6 separate regions of the Mus musculus genome follow, and regions 1, 2, 3, 4 and 5 are each linked to region 6. The links are chromatin contacts, called in public HiChIP or PLAC-seq, Micro-C and promoter capture Hi-C maps. All regions are on one chromosome and are shown on one strand. The core of a region is the stretch at or near the end of the contact, and the rest is flanking DNA. Distances in the headings are between cores, read along the strand shown.

Region 1 (3,137 bases), core at 2-2,501, 430 kb after region 6:
GACAGTGTTAGGACAATTAAAAACAGATCTGAGTTACCATGACAACAAGAGATGCTAACCATGATCACAGCCTTGCCCAACTAGGATGGAGGCACACAGACCTCCATCTTGTACTTCTGCTGGGTCTGTAGACCACCAAAAGTAAAAGTGGAATGAACGACTTAGAAGTTGAACAACTGTCACATGAAGTCTGGTGACTAGTGGATGTCCCTTAAACTTTACCTAAGCTAATAAAGACACCAAAGCCTAGGGAACATGGTGGGAATGCAAGTGTGGTGGCTCCTATCACATCCCCTCTTAATTCACAGGTCTGGCACTTGCAGTACCTGGATGGATTCTAGACAATGATCATCAATGTCCGCAAGCACAAGCAAGCAGCCACCCCGCCTTTGCTACAGTAGATCCGTCGACATGGCCTTGGGCCCAGGGAGTGTGGCCACTAAGTGAAATGAAAGCTTTTACTCTTATTTTATTTTTATTTTGAGGTGTCAAGGCCTTCCTACGTAGACTAGGCTAGCCTTGATCTCAAAGAGATTTGCCTGCCTCTGCCACTCCAGTACTGAGATTAAAGGCATAAGCCACTAACCTGGCTTTATTTTATTTTATTTTTTAATTTTAAAATGGATCAAGATGCTCATATCTGTGTGGAACACACAATCACATATGCTCACTGGCTGTGATAAGGTATTCTCAGTAGAATGGGGATAACCGACTCTTTCACAGATCGCGGTCCATTACATCTCGTCAACAAACTCTAGCCTCTGGAATAAATCTGACCTAGAACTTTTTTATTTTTATTTTCAAATATTGGGACAGGGTCTCATTATGTAGCCCTAGCTGTCCCAAAACTCACTGCTTGAATGTTCTAGAAGAAAAGTTTTTCTGTTTACACCCAGGGCGCGCGCGCGCACACACACACACACACACACACACACACACACACACACACCTTACCATGGAGCTCCCACCCAGCCCGGCCCCAGCTCCCTGCAGGGCACTCTGGGCTCCCCATCGCACCACCCGGCCACCCAGCTCACCGCCTTCGGGCTTCCTGACGAGCAGCGATGCGCAGGCGCCGGGCCTGGATCCGCTCCTGCGGGTTATCCGAATGCACCGAGGGTCCGAGAATCGGGGTGGCTAAGTGTTCTTCCCCATTCTGCTCTAGGACCCCAATGGTTCCTGAGGGATTCATGGCGGCGTCTCCCACCCACTGGCAGCTCCGCCTGGACCAGCAGCCGGGTTGCTAGGAACAAGCCGTTGCCAAGGGAAAGCAGTCACCTGACCCATCTCTGGCTAGCTGTCGCGCGGCGCTCCAGCCCAGCTTCTCTGTCAGGCACTACGAGTTGTATATTTGTATCCCAAATGTGGACTTGATTCCCCTTGCCTGAAGTTGGTTTGGAGGGGCTGACTTGACCCCACGAAGGCAGATGGAACAAACCGCACCGCATCTCTTTCTGACTCAAAAGCCCAATTCATCATCCACCTTACCAAATGAATATTCCTAAAAGGCACTTTGCTCCAAAATAACTGAGTACCTGCAACATGAAAAGCATTGTATTATATAGCTAGAGACAGTGGCGTCCTTTCCTTAAGCTGAGTGGGAGACCACCTCAGCCCATTGCAGTTTTGGAAGTGTGAACTCAAGTACACTCATCATCTGTAGCCATGACCGAAAAAGAGGTGGGTTCAGGAGAATGGTTGGGGGGGGGGGGGCGGGGAAGAACCCAGGACACCACCGCTCTCTCAAAGCAGCAGTCTGCGGGGGCGGGGGGGGGGACATCATGCCTTAGGCACCGTGTGTCCCCTTGTCAACAAAATAATGTCCTGGGGCCAGAGAGAAGGCTCAGCAGTCAATGTTTATGGCCAAGGAGAGTGACCAACTGAGTTCAATCCTTTAGGCCCACACTATGGAAAAAGTACCAGTACTGATAAATTGTCCTTTGACCTTCACATGCCACAGTGGCATATGGGCACACAAAATCATAGGTGTAAAAAGTGGTTTTTTTTTTGTTGTTGTTTTTTAATGTTCTCTTTAAGAATTAAAACTATGCCTGTGGGCTTGTGGTACGGCTCAATGGTAAAGGGTTTACCTACACCAGTTGGTTCGTTGGAGCACCTTGGACAGGACACACAAAACAAAACAAAAACACCACTCCTGTAATCCCAGAACTCAGGATTGTGTTCCAGGTCATCCTGGAACACAATGAGACTCCATTTCTAAACTAAATTAAAATAAGAAATGTAAAGCCCTATACCAAAATAATAATAATAATAATACCCACCCTTATAATAATAATACACACAGACATGCAGACATAGTGGTTCACAATCAGCCCTCTGGGAGGCTGAGATAGGAAGACTGTAAAGTTCTAGGCCAAGCAGGGCTACATTTCAAGACACTATCCCTAATGCAAACCACTCGACAGTTTTATTTTTGTAGCATTGGAGACTGAACTTAGGGACTCAGACATGCTAGACATTCCTTGATGATGAAGGGGTTTTATGGCTTAGGGAAGTTGCAATGCAAGAATGAGTTTGCTGCTGGGGGTGGTGGCACACGCCTTTAATCCCAGCACTCAGGAGGCAGAGGCAGGCGGATTTCTGAGTTCGAGGCCAGCCTGGCCTACAAAGTGAGTTCCAGGACAGCCAAGGCTACAGAGAAACCCTGTCTCGAAAAAAAAAAAAAAAAAAAAAGAATGAGTTTGCTGTGTAAAACCTAATCCTCTATAATAGGAAAGCCCAGAAGACACACCCTTCATAAATCCTATAAGATGCAAACTGGTGAGAGGGCCACCAGCACATCTGAAGGGCTTTGTGGTCTCTGCTTATGCCAGACCTTAGGGTTGCAGATGCTGCTGCTCAACTGAATGGATGAAAGGCAATGGGATTAACTGGGCACTGAGGTAGCAGGGGCCAGTGGCAGCACTGAATCACCAGAAGCAAGATGACTGCAGTTATATGGGCAGCCTAGACAAAACAATGTTCATAATGATGTAACTCATAATGGTCAGCACAGGCAAGACAAATTTTATAACGGCATGACTCATACAGACCTTTGGTACTGGCTAATCACGGTGTTTCCAGGCATGAAGTAGATAATGAGCCTATTGCATTTATTTCATCTGTATCAGAAAAAA
Region 2 (3,135 bases), core at 138-2,637, 480 kb before region 6:
TAGGGAACACTTATGTGCACAGATAATAAAGTCATAGCATACTCAAGTGTGTTGAAGGGACTTTGCTGATCCAAGAATCTACTTTTTATCTGGAGAAACTGAGGCGGGAAGAAATTAACTTGCTCAGGACTGACATCTAGTAGAAACAGGGCTCTCTAGAGATTCACTATCTATACAGAGCTCACTATCTGGTGAGGGGGGAAACATTTGGACATCTTATACACTGATGGGACCAAGAACACACAAGGAAAGCAGCGAATGGTTTGTATTAATCCGGGGAATGAATTCCCAAGTTATAGTTTAGGTGCCAGAAGGAATGTGCTTTGACTAACAGGGTTCAGTTTTTCCATGCAGGGGCAAAGGATGAAAAAGGAGACAGCTCAGAGAAGGAAGGATGTGTGAGTATAGGGAAGTACAGGAACTGTGAGAGACAAGCCGCTCAGAGAGTTTCCGGAAATGTCACGCTAACAAAGTCCACCTTCCACTGTAGCAGTGATTATAGGGTGATGTAATGAAAGGGGATTAATGTCCGTGGGTATGGAAGGGCTTGAAGCTGCATCTAGACAGGGTTGTTAGTCCCACCTGCTCGTGCAGCCCCAGAAGCTGGCTGTAGCGCACCCGACAGTGCAGGACTCCATTCACGTGAATGTTATAGGCCTGAGGACACAAAAGCAGGCAAACATCTCAGGATCGACGTGCAAACCACCTCTTGCCCCAGAAACCTGTCCGGAAGTTGCCTGACATATCCGTCTGCGCAACGCTCCGAGACTTCCCGGGATTTAGCCTGTTTTTCCCCCAGGGCCGGGTTTCAAGCAGAAGGCCCAGTCCCGAGGACACTCGGGCGCTTGTGCGGCAGTATCCCTCCCGGAGATGACAATAGTGCCCACCGCCAGAGCAGTCGCGGCCTGGCCGGGGAAAGAAGAACCTATTGGAGCTTGGGGTGGCTTAAGTACGAAACTGAGACATGAGATGGCTTCCAGTGAGGTTCGAAGGCTGGAGGCCGCTCCGAGAGCTCCGGCCCGTTATCCCCGCCCTGGCCCAGCTTCTAGCACCTCCTCACCACGTAGGCGGAGCCGCCGCTGTCCCCACTGCGGGACTCCGTTTCAGGAATGGAAAAGTGCATGTTCCCTAAGGCAGAGCTCCGTACTACCAGGTTCGCAGCGCCTCTGCTCGCTTGCCTCTGCCACTCAGCGCGTCTCCGCAGCCCAGCTCGCCATTTTGGTGGGCCTGAACTCCGAGGTGGGAAGGCTGTAGGATGACGGCTCTGCGAGCAGCAACCTCGGCATGCTGGGAGCTGTAGTCGAGCGCCGGAGACGCTCCTAATTGGGAACCCAACATCCTTTGGTCCTCACCGCGACCCGTAGTCCTGGGCGGGACCCAGTGCACGCCGGAAGTTGTAGTCCGCTGGGGACTGACTCCGCGGGAGGCATCAGGGGAGCCAGCAGCCCAGGTGGCGCTGTAGTGTGAGTGACCTCGGCGGGAGGAGCCTAGGACCCACAGTCATGGCTGCGGTGGCGGTGGCTGTTCGCGAAGGTGAGTGAAGGGCTAGATGCACCAAGTGGTAGAAGAGCAGATGAACACTGGATCGCTGATGCGGGGTCCGGAGCGCCTTTGGGCCTTGCCGCCGGGTTTCTGCACGTCGCGGGACTCTGGTTTACAAGATCTAGGGCGCAGCAGGGTGCTGCTTGCCGGCTGTTCCCAGAAGGGTGACTGACCCTTTTCCTCCCACGCCTGTCCTTTGATCCTGCCGCGCAGTGCGTCCCCACGCGGATCCCAGAGCGCCTCGCGCCCGGCAGCCGAGCTGTGGTCATGCCAACCCAGCAGCCAGCTGCGCCGACGAGTCTCCCCAAGTCCTCCCGGAGCCTGTCTGGCTCACTCTGTGCCCTGTTTTCTGATGCAGAATCGAGATCCGAGATGAAGACTGAACTTTCTCCTCGGCCCGGGGTAAGTGAGGGAGAGACCTCCTAAGTCGCCTGTCAAGAGCTACACAGAAAGCTGTGTCACCTTCATTTGGCCCCATCTCCCATCCTTTTCAGTTCATCTCTTAGTAGAACTGGGAGATTTTACAGAGCTTAACGGTGTGTGACTATGACTGAAGAAGTTTCTCTCCTTACTTACGTAGACTTGTAACAGAAGTCAGAGAGTGTTAGGAACTTAACCTTGGGGGAATCTAGTAAGCATCTTGATAAACCTTTGGAATGGCCTGGGGTAGAGCAGTTCCCGTGTCTGTGTCTCAGGCAGCAGGGCGGGAGTTGACCCAAGAAGAGAAGCTTCAGCTTCGAAAAGAAAAGAAACAGCAGAAGAAGAAACGGAAGGAGGAAAAGGGGGCAGACCAAGAAATTGGCTCTGCTGTGTCTGCAGCTCAACGGCAAGGTGCGGGGACGCTTTAAACGGCCGGGGGTAGGATGCTGGATGAGGGATTTGCAAAGGGAGATAGAACAAAGTTGGTTTGAGCAAGTACAAAAGCGGTTACTTGGAAGGCAGAGCCTGATGGTGCTGGCTGGTGGTGGCTTACAGCACACCTTTAACCCCAGCACTAAGGCCAAAGCAAAGGCAGGTGGATCTCTGATGAATTCCAGCCTCAGTCAAAAAAGGAAAAAAAAAAAAACTTAGATAAGGTAAAAGGGAAACTAAGGCCAAAGCAAAGACAGGTGGATCTCTGATGAATTCCAGCCTCAGTCAAGAAAGGGAAAAAAAATAGATAAAAGGGAAACTTTGGTTGGGGCAAAGAGATCACCGTCCTAGAGCCCAGGCACCTCTTCCCTCTGTATTTCATAGACCCAATCAGAGAACTCCCAGGACCTGGTAGTCAGCTGGGAGGTACTGCTGGGGAGAAACTTCCAGCTGGCCGGAGTAAGGCAGAACTTCGCGCCGAAAGGAGAGCCAAGCAGGAGGCAGAGCGGGCCCTGAAACAGGCAAGAAAAGGGGAACAAGGAGGCGTCCCTCCTCAGGCCTGCCCCAGCACTGCTGGAGAAACCACCTCAGGTATCTCTCTCCTCTTCATTCTCACACTCCACTTACCCAAACGCTCCCGTTTCGAGATGTATAGAGTCTTGAAAGCATCTCCCTAACTTTTAGGAGTGAAGCGTGTCCCCGAGCACACCCCAGCTGATGACCCCACACTTCTGAGGAGGC
Region 3 (2,943 bases), core at 392-2,891, 430 kb before region 6:
GCCAGTCTGACATGGTATACTGTTTTACAGAGAGCTTTTTCATATGTAGAACACTGTCATTAAGATGTATACGCTGTACATAATTGCACAAGATATACTTCCATATTACTGCCAGCTTGGTCTGTTTCCACCAGCATTATTGCAGATTCATGAATAATGCACCAAACTGAGACATAAGAACTAATGCTGCTATGTGGTAGGGATATTTCAGCTCCGCTATGATTATCTGAAGCCACCATTGTGTGTTGCCATCACTGACTAAAAGGTTGCTATGCAGCATGACTGTCTACATTCCCACCACATAGTATATTCCTCACAGATATTTGTAGAATAATATGACCTTGCCAACTTTACACCTATGTCCCAATAGCTAGCACACGTCCCCACTCTGTATAGATACAACTTCCTGTCTAGAGTTGAGACTTGAACTCAGCATTGTGGATGCTAGTCACGTGCTCTAACAACTAAGCAACATCCCTAGACTAGAGTGGCTATCACGCTTAACTTTTCTAGGTCCTAGTGCCTTTCGAGACCCTGTCAGGGACTTTATAGGCACAGAAATAGATACATTATTATCTGGGATCTGCAGTGGCTATGAATAAGACCCTTCAGAAGAGCACAGACCTGTCTGTAACTGGAAAGAAGCAGAGGCTGTTCATTTACAAAGACAGACGCCAATGGTTTCAGAAGTGAGGGACCTGACTACACAAGCTGGTGGCAGAGGAGGAACTTGGGCCAAAGTTTTCTCACTTCTACCTAGTGATTTCTTCGTTTTCGTGTGTGTGTTTGTGTGTGTGTGTGTGTGTGTGTGTGTGTGTGTGTGTGTGTGTGTGTGTGTTCAAAACTGGGTTTCTTTGTGTAGTCTTGGAACCAGCTCAGTAGACCAGTCTGGCCTCAAACTCAGAGATCTGCCTGCCTCTGTCTCCTGGGTGCTATGATTAAAGGAGTGCACCAGCACCACCCCAGCTCCTGACCTAGAAGGTAAAAAGGTATAATAGTACTGTTTCTGTGTTTCCTAGGAAAAAGCTGACTTTGCCAAACTCAGGAGGTACGTTAAGTTCTGAAAGCCAAACACCCTTTTATGCCATTCTGACACCTGTAGATTTTAGTTTGTACTGCTGTACAATGGTCAGTAGAATGGGTCAGACCCACTGTATTGGAGAGCCTTTGGGTGGGACTGTGTTGTCTGAGCCCCTGCCAGCAGAGCATTTCTGATCTCAATTTGAGGACCCAGTAGCCGGCCTAGGGACCGTGTCTAAGCAGCCCAGGCTTCTCCCCAGAACTTCTGTCCAGATTGTGGCTGTGAAGAAGTTCGGAACCACGGACAGCTCCACAGTCCTCCCTCTCTACTTGAGAAGAGAAACAACCCCTGACTATTCCTGCTCTGGAGACATTGGTGGTTCTGTGTCGGGGAAGGACTCTGCATCCGGAAGATCTATCTTTATGGCTCTGCCAGCTTCTCCCTCTACAGCCAGGGTGCTTCCAAAGATAGCTCCAGGGACACAAAGTCAGGATACGCACCCCTCTGGGGGCTCGAAGCTGCTGGACTCAAAGCTGCCGGTGTCATTGTTTCTACAATCAGTTCATGTTCTTCGCTGACGTCAGTCGGAGCTGTCCTGGTGCTATATAAGGCTGGCGGCGGTCCCGGGACAGACCCCGTGCTCCCCAAGGCGTCTTCAGCCCGTCCCCGGGGACAGAGTGGAGCTCCATCTTGCACTGGGCAGACACTCCGATAACCTGTGAGTGGCTTGAAGCAACGATCCAGACTCCCTTACCACCAAGACTCTGCACTCAGCCCACCCACTGTGACCTGCCGGGAGGGAAGGAGGGAGAGAGGGGTGGAACTGGACTGGCACAGCGCCTAGGGCTGGTGGGCAGGATGTGGACACCAGGCAACAGCTGGAGGGTCTCGGCAGGGGCACTGGGCGTGCGCGCCAAGGGGCTCGTGTTACCTGCGGCTGCTCCAAGTGCACCTCACCCTATGCTGCCCCTGTGTGTCCAGGGCAGGCGGCACCATGATACAGAGGGGACGCGCTACGCTCCTGGTGGCGTTGCTGCTCTTGGCACAGCTTCGCCCGGAGAGCAGCCAGTGGAGCCCAGCGGCTGCGGCGGCAACTGGGGTCCAGGATCCGAATCTGCGATGGAGCCCTGGAGTGCGGAATCAGGGCGGCGGCGTCCGCGCGCTCCTCTTGCTGTTAGCGGAGCGCTTCCCGCGCCGCGCAGGATCTGAGCCTGCGGGCGAGCGGCAGCGACGGGACGACCCTCCACTGTCCATCGACCTCACCTTCCACCTGCTGCGGACCCTGCTGGAGCTAGCTCGGACACAGAGCCAGCGCGAGCGCGCAGAGCAGAACCGCATCATATTCGATTCGGTGGGCAAGTGATCGGCCCCGTATGGGGTCACGAAAGCCTTGACCCTTTCCCTTACCTACCCCGGGGCTGGAACGCGCACAACCGGAGCTGTCTCAGTCCCGCGGTGCAGCGCCGCCCAGAGTCACCCTGAATACTCTGAGTGGTTATTTTTTAATAAAACTGCCCAAGAGCTTAGCCTCTATCTTCTGTCATAGTGGTGAGAGGGCACCGGCAACTACAGTTAGGGTAAGAACTTTTGGGAAAGTGGAGCTCTCCAGGCCGGTAGGAGAGACAAGCATGCTAAATGAGATGGGAGAGGAAGCCTATTAAATTCCTGGGAGCCCTTCCCCCAACCCGCCAGATCCCGGAACTCGGAGGTCTGATACCCTTTCAGGGTCTCCGGCTTAGGAGGCAACCTCTAGTGTAAAGGGAATGGCCACGAGGGACTATTTCGCCTCCGCCCCTTCAGATGGTCTGGGGTTGAGAAAGGGTAGAGCGATGGCGAGGTTGCTTCTATAGCTGAGCCTAGGAGTGGACAGCAAAAGGAGCCGAGGACGTGGGACACTTGAGTCCTTTATTGAGAACCTTCCC
Region 4 (3,180 bases), core at 205-2,704, 380 kb before region 6:
TGGCGCGAACCTAGTCGCACTCTCCCCGGCCGGAACAGCCTGCCCGTTTTAAGCCTCACCTCCTCCGCGAAGCTCTCCCGCCTTAACCCCATCATTTCCAGACACTGTGTGTGGCGCGCTCGCGGTGTCTTTGACTTTCTCATTTGTGTTTTGTTTGGTTTGCCTTTTGGAAATGCACACACAATCTCCTTGTTTGGAACGACCATGCTGAGGGCAGGTATTCAATCCCAGGGCCTTAAATTCAGAAAGCTCGGTGTGTTCCAAAGGATGCGGTTGGTGGTTTTTTTGCCTGGACTCACTACCCCCACCCCCCAAAGCGCTCTTTCCGTCCTTGCTCTCTCCCCTCCTCCCACGGCCCCTCCTCTTCACAGACTGTCACAGCTGAAAGTGTACAATCCAATTCTCCTCCCCTTTCATCCTACAGTGGCGGCAGGTGCGAGGAGTAGAGAGCACTGAGCATTTAAAGTTTCGACTTCAGCCTTGGCCACCGACGGCTTGTAAGTGAGTCCTTTCTCTGGGCCGTTGTCTTTCCCCAAACGAGCACCGCGTTACAGTTAAGTAGGTAAGGAAGGAGTTACCTGCTGACAAATCGAACAAGCAGCGTCCCTCGATAAACAGTGATCGTGGACCCTCGAGAGGTGACAGAGCACCTCCCGCCGCCCAAACCTCCTTATGAGAAGGTTAGGTAACCCAGGCGCTTCAACTGCTAGCCCGGCGCTAATCGGACCCAGGTGGGGGAAAGGATGGGACATTTGCTCCAGGTCACGTGGCATTGTATGCTTCTGGGACTTAGCTTACTCGTCTGGAAAGTAAGGATAATATATGGGTTGAAGGACATCAGGAAGGTTTTTGTTACCCAAAGTCCCTGAAACACGCACACACACACACACACACACACACACACACACACACACACACACACACGCACGCACGCACACACATGATAATTAGCGGTACAGTGCTTGGCAGCAGATTTTGCTCATGCATTCCTATTCCAGAGCCTCCGCAGTGGGATTGCTGGCTGGAGTCCTTAGAGTTGTTTGGGAATGTATCACTGCTCACCCCAGATTCTCTCTGTTTTTCTCCAGATCGATTTGGCACCTGTTTCTACCTCCGCGTGGGGGCCAGAGCCACAGAATGATTGGGCGGTGGGGCAACGTCACTAAACCAGCATGCATAGGGCAGTGTACCTTCAAAAAGTTTGATGTCAGAGGGGTTCCTAGGTGTGAAGAGCCAGTCTGGGAACTGGTGGGGGGGGACTTGGGGAGAGGGCGCTGTGCCGGTTCACCACCACTATAACCTCCACCCCACCCCATCTCACAATTTGGCGCGGGGGAAATGGACTTTGGATTTGGGGGCGGGTCCTGGAGGCGGGTCTTAGGCGTGGGAGATAGAGACTGGGGAGCCTGGAGGCGGGGTTTGGGGAGCTCGCCCCGCTTGGGGCGGGGCTCCCGGGGCCGCGGGCTCTGCAGTTCGGACTCCGAGCGCCACAGTCGCCGCAGTTCCCTCCACACTGGTGGCCCAGCGGGGAGTCCGAGTGGTCCTTGGACCGCTCGGATTTGGCGCAAGGCCTGCCCCGCCTCTCCCCCTCTGTGCGGCCTAGACGGTCTGGGCAGCGGGGACATGGAGCCTTCTCTGGCCACCGGAGGCTCGGAGACCACCCGCCTAGTGAGTGCCCGAGACCGCAGCAGCGCTGGCGGCGGCCTGCGATTGAAGAGGTAGGACAGACCTGGGCTGGCCCTCAGCCCGGGGGGCGCCAGACTGATGCCATCGGTCCATTTCGTTGTCTCCCTTGGCGCGGGTCCGGCCCGCCTCCCCAGCTCCCCGCGGCCCCCCAACTTCGCGACGCAGATCTGCCGGCCGCAGACAGCCCCACTCCCCGCCTCTGCCGCGATACCCCATGTTCTCCTGGCCGGGCAAAGCAAGTCCCCTGCCGCGGCACCCTCAGCCTCCTAACCCCTGCGCCGCCTCCGCCGCTCCGTCGGACCGAGCGGGCCAGGTGCGGCGATGTCCGCATTGCTCCGTGCGCCTCGCCTCCGGGCATTGGAATCCCAGCTTTAGGCCCCGGACCCTTCTCTCCGCACCCCGGTTTCAGGGCGCCCCATCCAGCAGCGGCCAGTTGTGGGCCCCGGCCCTGGGGATCCGCCCGGGCTCAGCGGGCAGCCGCAAGGAGCGAGGGGGCGGCGAGGAAGGAGCAGGTGCGGGATGGGCGGCGGGGGGTATTCCCGGCTCCGCACAGACGGGGCCGGGGGCGGCGAGGTGTGAGATGAGGCGCGGAGCGGCCGGGACAGCGGGCCGGGGGCGGCAGCAGAACCTCCCCCGCACCCCGCGGGCCTCCCGCCGCTCGCCGCCCGCCGCTCGTCGCTGGCTCCGTCTGCCCTGCCATCTCCGGGTGGCCACCGCGACAGGCCCTCCCTGGCCACCTCCTCTGGCCATTTTGTCTTGAAGGAGACTGTCTGTTTGTCTCTGAGATTTGACAGGGTCTCAGGCTTTTTTTCCCCTCCCTTCTGTTCTTCCATTCTTTCTATTCTCCCTCCCCAGTCTTCTCCTTTTGTCTCTGATGTGGTCTTCTGTGTCACCGATTATTTCCTTGGGAGGGGGCCTTAAACCTGAGTGGGTGGGGAATGGGGGAGCAGAGAAGGGCTGCAGGCGACTATAGTTGTGGGCAGCTTGTGGGGCTCCAGCTGTGTCCCAGGCATCTATTCCCATAGCCTTTGACTTGGCATCAACCTCTCTTACTCGCCCAAGGGATACCCCAGGCCTCACTGTTTCCCCCACGCTAGATATCGTTTTCTTGTTTGTCGGGGAATTTCAGAAAGCTAGGGAAAGAAACGGCCGCTAGCCCTGGACAAAACATAGTCACACCTCCACACCCCAGCAGAGAGGCCCTTTAGTGCCCACTTGATGCCGAACAAAAGGAGGCAGCCTGTTGATGGGCGGCTACATTGATGGCTTGCTGTGTTTCACCTTACAAGCCCAAGGAAGGTGACTTACCACAGCCCCCAGACTGCCCAGCATGCCTCCTGACACTGCATCCTGATCTCCTGGGCCATTTCCACCTTCATATGACCATTAGTCACCAAACCCTGCAGGGTTTTCAGAGGCTCGGCCTGTTTACCTGACCCTCCTATGATAGTGCCTGGCAGAGCGTCTAGACACTTCTATGTCCTCTTTCTCCCA
Region 5 (3,121 bases), core at 380-2,879, 480 kb after region 6:
AGATGTCCGATAAAATAAGACTTTTATCTAGCTGGGACTATAAACCTAGAGAAGACGGTGAGGAAAACTAGGCTCACTGAATAAAGCTGCCACTTTATAAAAACTTGCTCTAAAAGTCAAGACTCATTTTCGAAGAAAATATTTTGGCTGCCAATCTTTGCAGTGCAGCACAGATAACCAAGAGGGTGATGCAAACACACACAGGAGGTATCTGGGTTAACAGCCTTCTGACCCAAGCCACTAAGAAAGCTCTGCAATTTCTTCCTTCCCAGTTACAGTTTTAAGGTAAGTCACCACCTTAATTCAGAATAGTATGGTCCAACACTGCTTCAAAGAAGAATATCCTAGGGCCTTCTAAAGCCCCTGGGTTTTTTTTTTTCTATTTCAGTTAAACAAAATGAAGATTTTTCCCCCCAAAATATTAATTCATTGCACAAATGTTTCCTGGATGACTACTACCCACAGGACTAGCCTCATCATTTGGACATTCTATTCGGCACACACTAATTTCATAAAGGAACAGATTGCCCTCAAGAAAGGCTTACCAAAGATGAAACACCAAACCTCATTATTTCACATTAAGACACCTGGATGGCCAGTAGTTCCCTGGGGGGACTACTAAATCTGTATTTTGCAACCCCAGAATGCTGGAACCACCAGCATTTCTTGGGGGTTCATGCCGTGCCAGACTCTTTTCAACCCTTTCCAATATACTAAGCACAAGAGAAACTCACACTTAGGCTAAAGAGCCTAAAAGAGAGGCTGAGTAGGGTTTCAACGACTCGTCCAAAGCCAAAAGAAGAAACTTGACTTTGGCATCGCGTTTCTATGTACTCCAAAGCCCGCGCGCTCTTTGCACTATACAGTTTCTTCTAGTGCACAACGTCTTAACCTGCAGTGCCAGCGCTACGAGCCTCAGTGAAAGCCCTTTTCCAGGGGTAGGGTGGAGTGCATCTGCATTAAGGCCTGAAAAAGTCACTTCCCTCCCTTAGCATCCGCTAAAAGACCATCCAGATCTCTGAAGTTGTAAGCACTGAGAGGCATGTGAGAAGCTCATTCAAACGACGACCAAAAGAAGGGAACAACACCCTCTCTGGGAAAGGCTGAAAACCCGCCGCAGTGACAATTAATAAGGAAAAGGAGAGAAAGGAATTTCTTCACCCCACTCTCTAAGGAAAAGGCAGTCTCCCGCGGGGTGCCAAGACCGGGCGGCCGGCCTAGGATGCTCCCAAGCTTCCCGACCGCGACCTCCCGCCCCCAGAATCCCCTTCAACAACGCCCGCCGGCGCGCCACGCGGCAGGCGCAAGGTGACACGGACCGCGCCGGCCCCTCGCCGGCCAGGGCGCGGCCCGGGCGCGGGGGAGATGGGCGACCGCCTGCTCGCCTTCTCTACCTTGTACTTGTCAAAGCCCGACAGCTGCTCTGGGCTCACGTATTCGTAGCCAGCCATGACGACCCGAAAACTGAACGCCCACTCCGCAGCGGCAGCGACACTGCGCGACAGGGCAATGAAACAGGAGCAGCACACGGCGTTGTGCAGAGCTAGGAAAGCCTGGGCTGGTAAAGAAGGTAGAGGCGCGCTCCGCCCACCGCGCACGCGTAGCGCACCCAGTGCGCAAGCGCAGCCCCGCGGCTCCCGCGGGTAGGGACACCGCCCCTTACACGGCCCGCCCCCAGCACCGCCTCAATCCAATCGGCACGGGATGGCCATCGCCAAGTCCCGCCCCTCCTACCGTCTTCGTCGCTTCATTTGCCAGAGTCAAAATAGGTGAACTGAAGTAAGAGGAGGAGTGAAAGGTCAACTTCCCAGCAGCCTTTGCTCTTGTCTCTGCTATAGGAACCCCGAGTGATTGTGTGGGATGCTCGCATAATCTTGTGGCCCGGGTGAGTGTGTACGGGGGCGTTCGAGGGGAAGGGCGGAGGCAGGTGTGTGCCACAGCGGGCTGTGAGCGCCTGGAGCTTCGGGATCCTGAAATGATGATGTCGGGCGAACGGGAAACATCGAGTAATCCAAAGGGACTTGAAAATCAGTCCCTTCTGATCCATGATGCTTGTGAACCTTGGACTGCCTCGTCAAATTCCACTGGTTCAGCCGGTGCGAATTCCAATTGCTTAAGTCTCCTCGATTCCCCCATAAAACCATTGATCTCTCAATCTCGACGGGGCCCTGTGTTTACAAGGAGTGATTTTACAACTAGGGCCCAGTGCATTGTAGAAAGAACACGTCACCAGTGGTTAATATGTGTCTAATAATAGGAAATGTTTAATAATTGCTACTTTTTATTGCGTGCCTTACGTGCAGAGAATTTTGCATACATCATCGCCAACCCATTAACTTTGAGATGAGAGGCATTTGCCCCATTTCCCTTAGCACACAGTCCGGAGTTGTGTATTCTCCAGTACCAGCAAGAAATTCAAATTACAATGCCTATCCAGAAGCACTTATTTGGTTGGAAATGGTTAGCCCAATTAGAAATATAGCCCTATTAGAAACAGATTATCAGTGAGTCTAATAGTTCCCTTGTTCCCTGGAATGAGGGCAATTAATTTGAAATCTCCACTTAAGTTCCTTGGAGTCATTCACTTAACAAATTGCTGTCAGGACCTAAGATATGCTAAGCACAGTTTCCGGCTTTTTTGAGACAGGATCCCATACCAGCTCCTAGCTAGCCTGGAACTCACTATTCAGCCCAGACTAACCTCAGATTCATGACAATATTATCAATATCAAGTGTGAGCCACCACACCCACCTCTAAAATGTACAGTTCTTAATGAGATGATGCATATAAAGTGTCCATTAAACCAACATAAAATCTTTGCTATGTAGTTTTTCTAGTCAATATAAATATGACAAAAAGAATCTTGTCATCAATTTTTTTTTAATATGAGCCTTGCACCATTCCATCTGAAATACAAACCATACTTAAAATACTTTAACTACTTGTGGAAAAACATTTAAAAGTGACAGGATAGGGCTGGAGAGATGGCTCAGCCGTTAAGAGTAATGACTGCTCTTCTGGAGATCCTGAGTTCAACTCCCAGAGGTGGCTCACACCCATCTGTAGCTCCAGTTCCAGCGAATCTGATGCCCTCCTGTGGCCTTCAAGGACACTGCATGC
Region 6 (2,863 bases), core at 243-2,742:
GCGACTGGCCTAAAGCTGGAGTCTTCAGGCGAAGACTCTTCCCTCCTCAGCTGCCTGCCCTACCCCGATGGAGAGCCCCCCACCCCCTTCATGAGGAAGACCCATCCCCTGTACAGCCTCAGTCGCCTTCCCATGCCTGTCTACTCTCCCCAAACCCGGGAGGTCTCCACCCTCCCTTCATCTCCCCGCCCCTCTTCATTCTTCAGAGCAGCCTCGCCTCGCGCCACCTGCGCGAAGCTTCAGACCCGCCTCCCACCCAATTGTCAGCCCTTCCCAAACCACAGCCTCCTCCTCCAGATTCGATCACCTGTCCCCACCCATCTCCCCCTTTCTGCTCAAATCCAGGCCTCCACGCCCGTTTGTTCCAGCCATCTCCCCAGGCCCGGGGCATCGATATCCCTCACCCACCAAGATAGATGCTGCGTGGCAGACTAGGCGACATGGCTCCAGCGGAGGGACCTAGCGCCGCGCCGCCAGGGGCTGGGCAGATGCAAGAGGCCTTTGTGGTTTCGGCAGGTGCCTCTAGGGCCTCTGCTCTGCTCAGGGAACAGAGGATACAAACGATGGGGTTAGGACCACGTTAGGCAGATATCAGACCAGAGGCGCAGTTGGTGGGAACTAGGGACCGCGGCGATCCAGGGACGTACAAGAGGACAGGTCCGGCCACCACAGAAACACTCCCCTACACCCCACCTTTTAGCCATTTACTGCACGTCGACCAGCTACGGCTGCGCGACTACTGGGTGCTAGGCGTGAATCCCTTCAACTTAGCTGCCTCCTTATTCTAGCTATTTGTAAATCTTTCCAGCACACATTAATGCCTTAGGCGTCGCAAGTCACCAAGCCGAGTTCTGTGGGACTACAAAGACCCAGACTTGCGCCCCACCTTAGTCCGGATCTGCCTGAATCCTCAACATCTCTTTCATCGGCTGGAGGAGCCTAGGCGCAACCCAATTCCCTCCCTTTTGTGAGCCTCAGGGAGAAACTGAAAGAGGGGTGGATGTTGCAGCCCGGAAAGATCAAGCCCACCACCCTCCCCTTGCCATCACCCACTGCTCCAGGATGATGCGATTGTGCGGGTCCGTCGGTCGGTCTCTGGGTCTCGCCGCGGCGCGGTAGCTGCGGTTGCACGGGGCGGGAGCGGCTGCTAGCGCGCTCTCTCGGTGGCTGCCTTGCGCGCCTGGAGCGGAGTCCCGAGTGGCGAGCGGGGGTGGGGACGAGGGTGGGGGCGGGGAGCCGCCTGGGCCAATCACGGATCCGAGGGCTCCGCCCCAAGTGCTCGCCACCTCGAGCTAGCAGGTTAGGCGGAGGCGGGACCAGTAGCGCCCCGCGTCCTCCGCGTTGCCGCCGCCTTTGGGACTACAAATCCCGACAGTCCCTTTTGCAGGCCCCGGGTCCGAGAAGGGACAGAGGGCATGGCCCCAGGACCTCGACAACCCCCAGCCATCTAAGCGCCATTCTCAGCGTTCCTTTCTGGTCCCATGGTAACTAGCGACACTTCACAAAGCCCAGGCGCTGGGGCGGTATGGCTCGAGTCCCCTGGGAGGGTATAGGGCGTCTCCGGAGGACACATCGCCTCCCCTCCTCCTGCAAGACCCCACCCGAGGGGCTGAAACAATGCGGTGGCGGGGTCTCTCCGAGGCTGCGGGTTCCCAGTTGCGCCATCGGATTAGCGTCCTACCGAGTCTGAGACTGATGGGATTGCAGACTGTAGAGGGCGAGGTGGTCAGTACAGGAACACTGTTCTCATAGACCAAGGGAACGGCCACTCTGGGCGCCTCACTTCGCACCTTCTTTCTCTTGAGGTATTGAAGCCACCGTCTTTTCCAGAGCAGCGCTTGGACGTCGATGTCCAGCGCCCAGGTCCTATCCTATTTTTGACATCTCCTTTAAAAGAAAGTGTGTGTGTGTGTGTGTGTGTGTGTGTGTGTGTGTGTGTTTTAAACTCATTTCACATCAGCACCACCATCTTTATTTCCGGGTTGCTGTTGTTTTGACGGTTTTATTAGGTAGCCCCCTGCTAGCCTAGAATTTGAATTGAACCTCCTGCCTCTGCCTTCCGAATAGTGGGATTACAGATGTTCACCGCCACACCTTGTCCAGTTTCACCATTTTAGTACACAGTTGACTTAACCACAAACGATCCTGTAAATGGAGCGAGACAGTTCTTTTTCCTTAACTAATTTATGGCTCAGGCCTTTCCCTGAGCTCCGTGTTAGTCTGTCATTATTGTGACAGCTTAAATATAGCTTCAGAACTTGAATCTCTTCACTTGATGTCACCCCAATGGTGTTGCAAACCCGTGTGGAAATGCAGCATTAATACTGCCCCCGCCCCTGGATTCCTGGGGATCTACAACTGCTGTTGAAGAAGTTGGTTCTTTCCAGGGCTTCCCTCAGTTCCGGGGGTGGAGACGGGGGTGTGAGTCCCTTGGCTGCTTTCCTGAAGTGCTTTTCTCTAAGGCTATTTTCAAAGAAAATCGTACTTTATAACTTCGGGTGGAGGGAGCAGGATCCTCTGAATTTTAACAAAATGTACAGCCTGCACGTTAAGCTCCAGTCCTCCAAATGTGGGTCCCACTGGGTCATGTGCTCTGTGATCCACTCCTGGATGCGTTTAGGGCCACACAGGCGTGCCCCTAGGGGGTGCGGGGTTACTACATTTGGTCTCCAATTCTTTTTTTTTTTTTTTTTTTTTTTTTTTTTTTTTTTTTTTTTTGGCTTTTCGAGACAGGGTTTCTCTGTGTAGCTCTGGAACTCACTCTGTAGTCCAGGCTGGCCTCGAACTCAGAAATCCGCCTGCCTCTGCCTCCTAAGGGCTGAGATTAAAGGCGTGTGCCACCACCGCTTGGCTGGTCTCCAAT

What was found. Promoter capture Hi-C pulls out the DNA fragments that hold promoters and counts their contacts. A called contact is a pair of places that touch in the nucleus more often than the background predicts. HiChIP or PLAC-seq counts read pairs in DNA pulled down with a chosen protein or histone mark.
Region 1: an HNF4G HiChIP or PLAC-seq map of pancreatic cancer cells shows a contact between it and region 6. The contact joins the promoter of Drc1 here to the promoter of Dpysl5 in region 6. A contact is called at or near these places in 1 of 39 promoter capture datasets (stem cell-derived epiblast-like cells) and 1 of 115 datasets of contacts at active chromatin or transcription factors (pancreatic cancer cells).
Region 2: a contact with region 6 is called in an H3K4me3 HiChIP or PLAC-seq map of bone marrow-derived macrophages, with 2.3 times the contacts expected there. The contact joins the promoter of Eif2b4 here to the promoter of Dpysl5 in region 6. A contact is called at or near these places in 4 of 39 promoter capture datasets (cranial neural crest, hippocampal neurons, pre-B cells and 1 more) and 3 of 115 datasets of contacts at active chromatin or transcription factors (bone marrow-derived macrophages, embryonic stem cells and pancreatic cancer cells).
Region 3: a contact with region 6 is called in a Micro-C map of embryonic stem cells, with 2.7 times the contacts expected there. The contact joins the promoter of Ucn here to the promoter of Dpysl5 in region 6. A contact is called at or near these places in 3 of 39 promoter capture datasets (the SN4741 cell line, embryonic stem cells and second pharyngeal arch cranial neural crest), 8 of 484 Hi-C or Micro-C datasets (the G1E-ER4 cell line, cerebral cortex, embryonic stem cells and 2 more), 3 of 115 datasets of contacts at active chromatin or transcription factors (T-cell acute lymphoblastic leukemia and embryonic stem cells) and 2 of 9 other capture datasets (adipose tissue and pancreatic islet).
Region 4: a contact with region 6 is called in a promoter capture Hi-C map of embryonic stem cells. The contact joins the promoter of Slc30a3 here to the promoter of Dpysl5 in region 6. A contact is called at or near these places in 2 of 39 promoter capture datasets (cranial neural crest and embryonic stem cells) and 2 of 9 other capture datasets (liver and pancreatic islet).
Region 5: a FOXA1 HiChIP or PLAC-seq map of pancreatic cancer cells shows a contact between it and region 6. The contact joins the promoter of Selenoi here to the promoter of Dpysl5 in region 6. A contact is called at or near these places in 8 of 39 promoter capture datasets (the 3T3-L1 cell line, 3T3-L1-derived adipocytes, the C10 cell line and 4 more), 3 of 484 Hi-C or Micro-C datasets (cortical neurons and embryonic stem cells), 4 of 115 datasets of contacts at active chromatin or transcription factors (embryonic midbrain, forebrain, pancreatic cancer cells and 1 more) and 3 of 9 other capture datasets (embryonic stem cells, liver and pancreatic islet).

The regions. Positions count from the first base shown.
Region 1 is chr5:30,279,507-30,282,643 of GRCm38.p6, reverse strand. It overlaps Drc1 (dynein regulatory complex subunit 1), which reads right to left and starts at 1,251. Exons shown (of 17, transcript NM_001033460.4): 1 at 1,038-1,251. The coding sequence starts at 1,192.
Region 2 is chr5:31,191,391-31,194,525 of GRCm38.p6, reverse strand. It overlaps Eif2b4 (eukaryotic translation initiation factor 2B, subunit 4 delta), which reads left to right and starts at 1,387. Exons shown (of 13, transcript NM_010122.2): 1 at 1,387-1,533; 2 at 1,901-1,944; 3 at 2,238-2,373; 4 at 2,779-2,985; 5 at 3,079-3,135. The coding sequence starts at 1,503. Snx17 (sorting nexin 17) reads right to left here and starts at 1,222. Exons shown (of 15, transcript NM_153680.2): 1 at 1,061-1,222; 2 at 583-657. The coding sequence starts at 1,123.
Region 3 is chr5:31,137,593-31,140,535 of GRCm38.p6, reverse strand. Ucn (urocortin) reads left to right here and starts at 1,641. Exons shown (of 2, transcript NM_021290.2): 1 at 1,641-1,739; 2 at 2,003-2,547. The coding sequence starts at 2,016. The coding sequence ends at 2,384. Trim54 (tripartite motif-containing 54) reads right to left here. Exons shown (of 9, transcript NM_021447.2): 9 at 2,910-2,943.
Region 4 is chr5:31,091,801-31,094,980 of GRCm38.p6, reverse strand. Slc30a3 (solute carrier family 30 (zinc transporter), member 3) reads left to right here and starts at 1,454. Exons shown (of 8, transcript NM_011773.3): 1 at 1,454-1,718. The coding sequence starts at 1,624.
Region 5 is chr5:30,231,089-30,234,209 of GRCm38.p6, reverse strand. It overlaps Selenoi (selenoprotein I), which reads right to left and starts at 1,629. Exons shown (of 10, transcript NM_027652.3): 1 at 1,395-1,629. The coding sequence starts at 1,451.
Region 6 is chr5:30,710,193-30,713,055 of GRCm38.p6, reverse strand. It overlaps Dpysl5 (dihydropyrimidinase-like 5), which reads right to left and starts at 1,492. Exons shown (of 13, transcript NM_001356948.1): 1 at 1,054-1,492.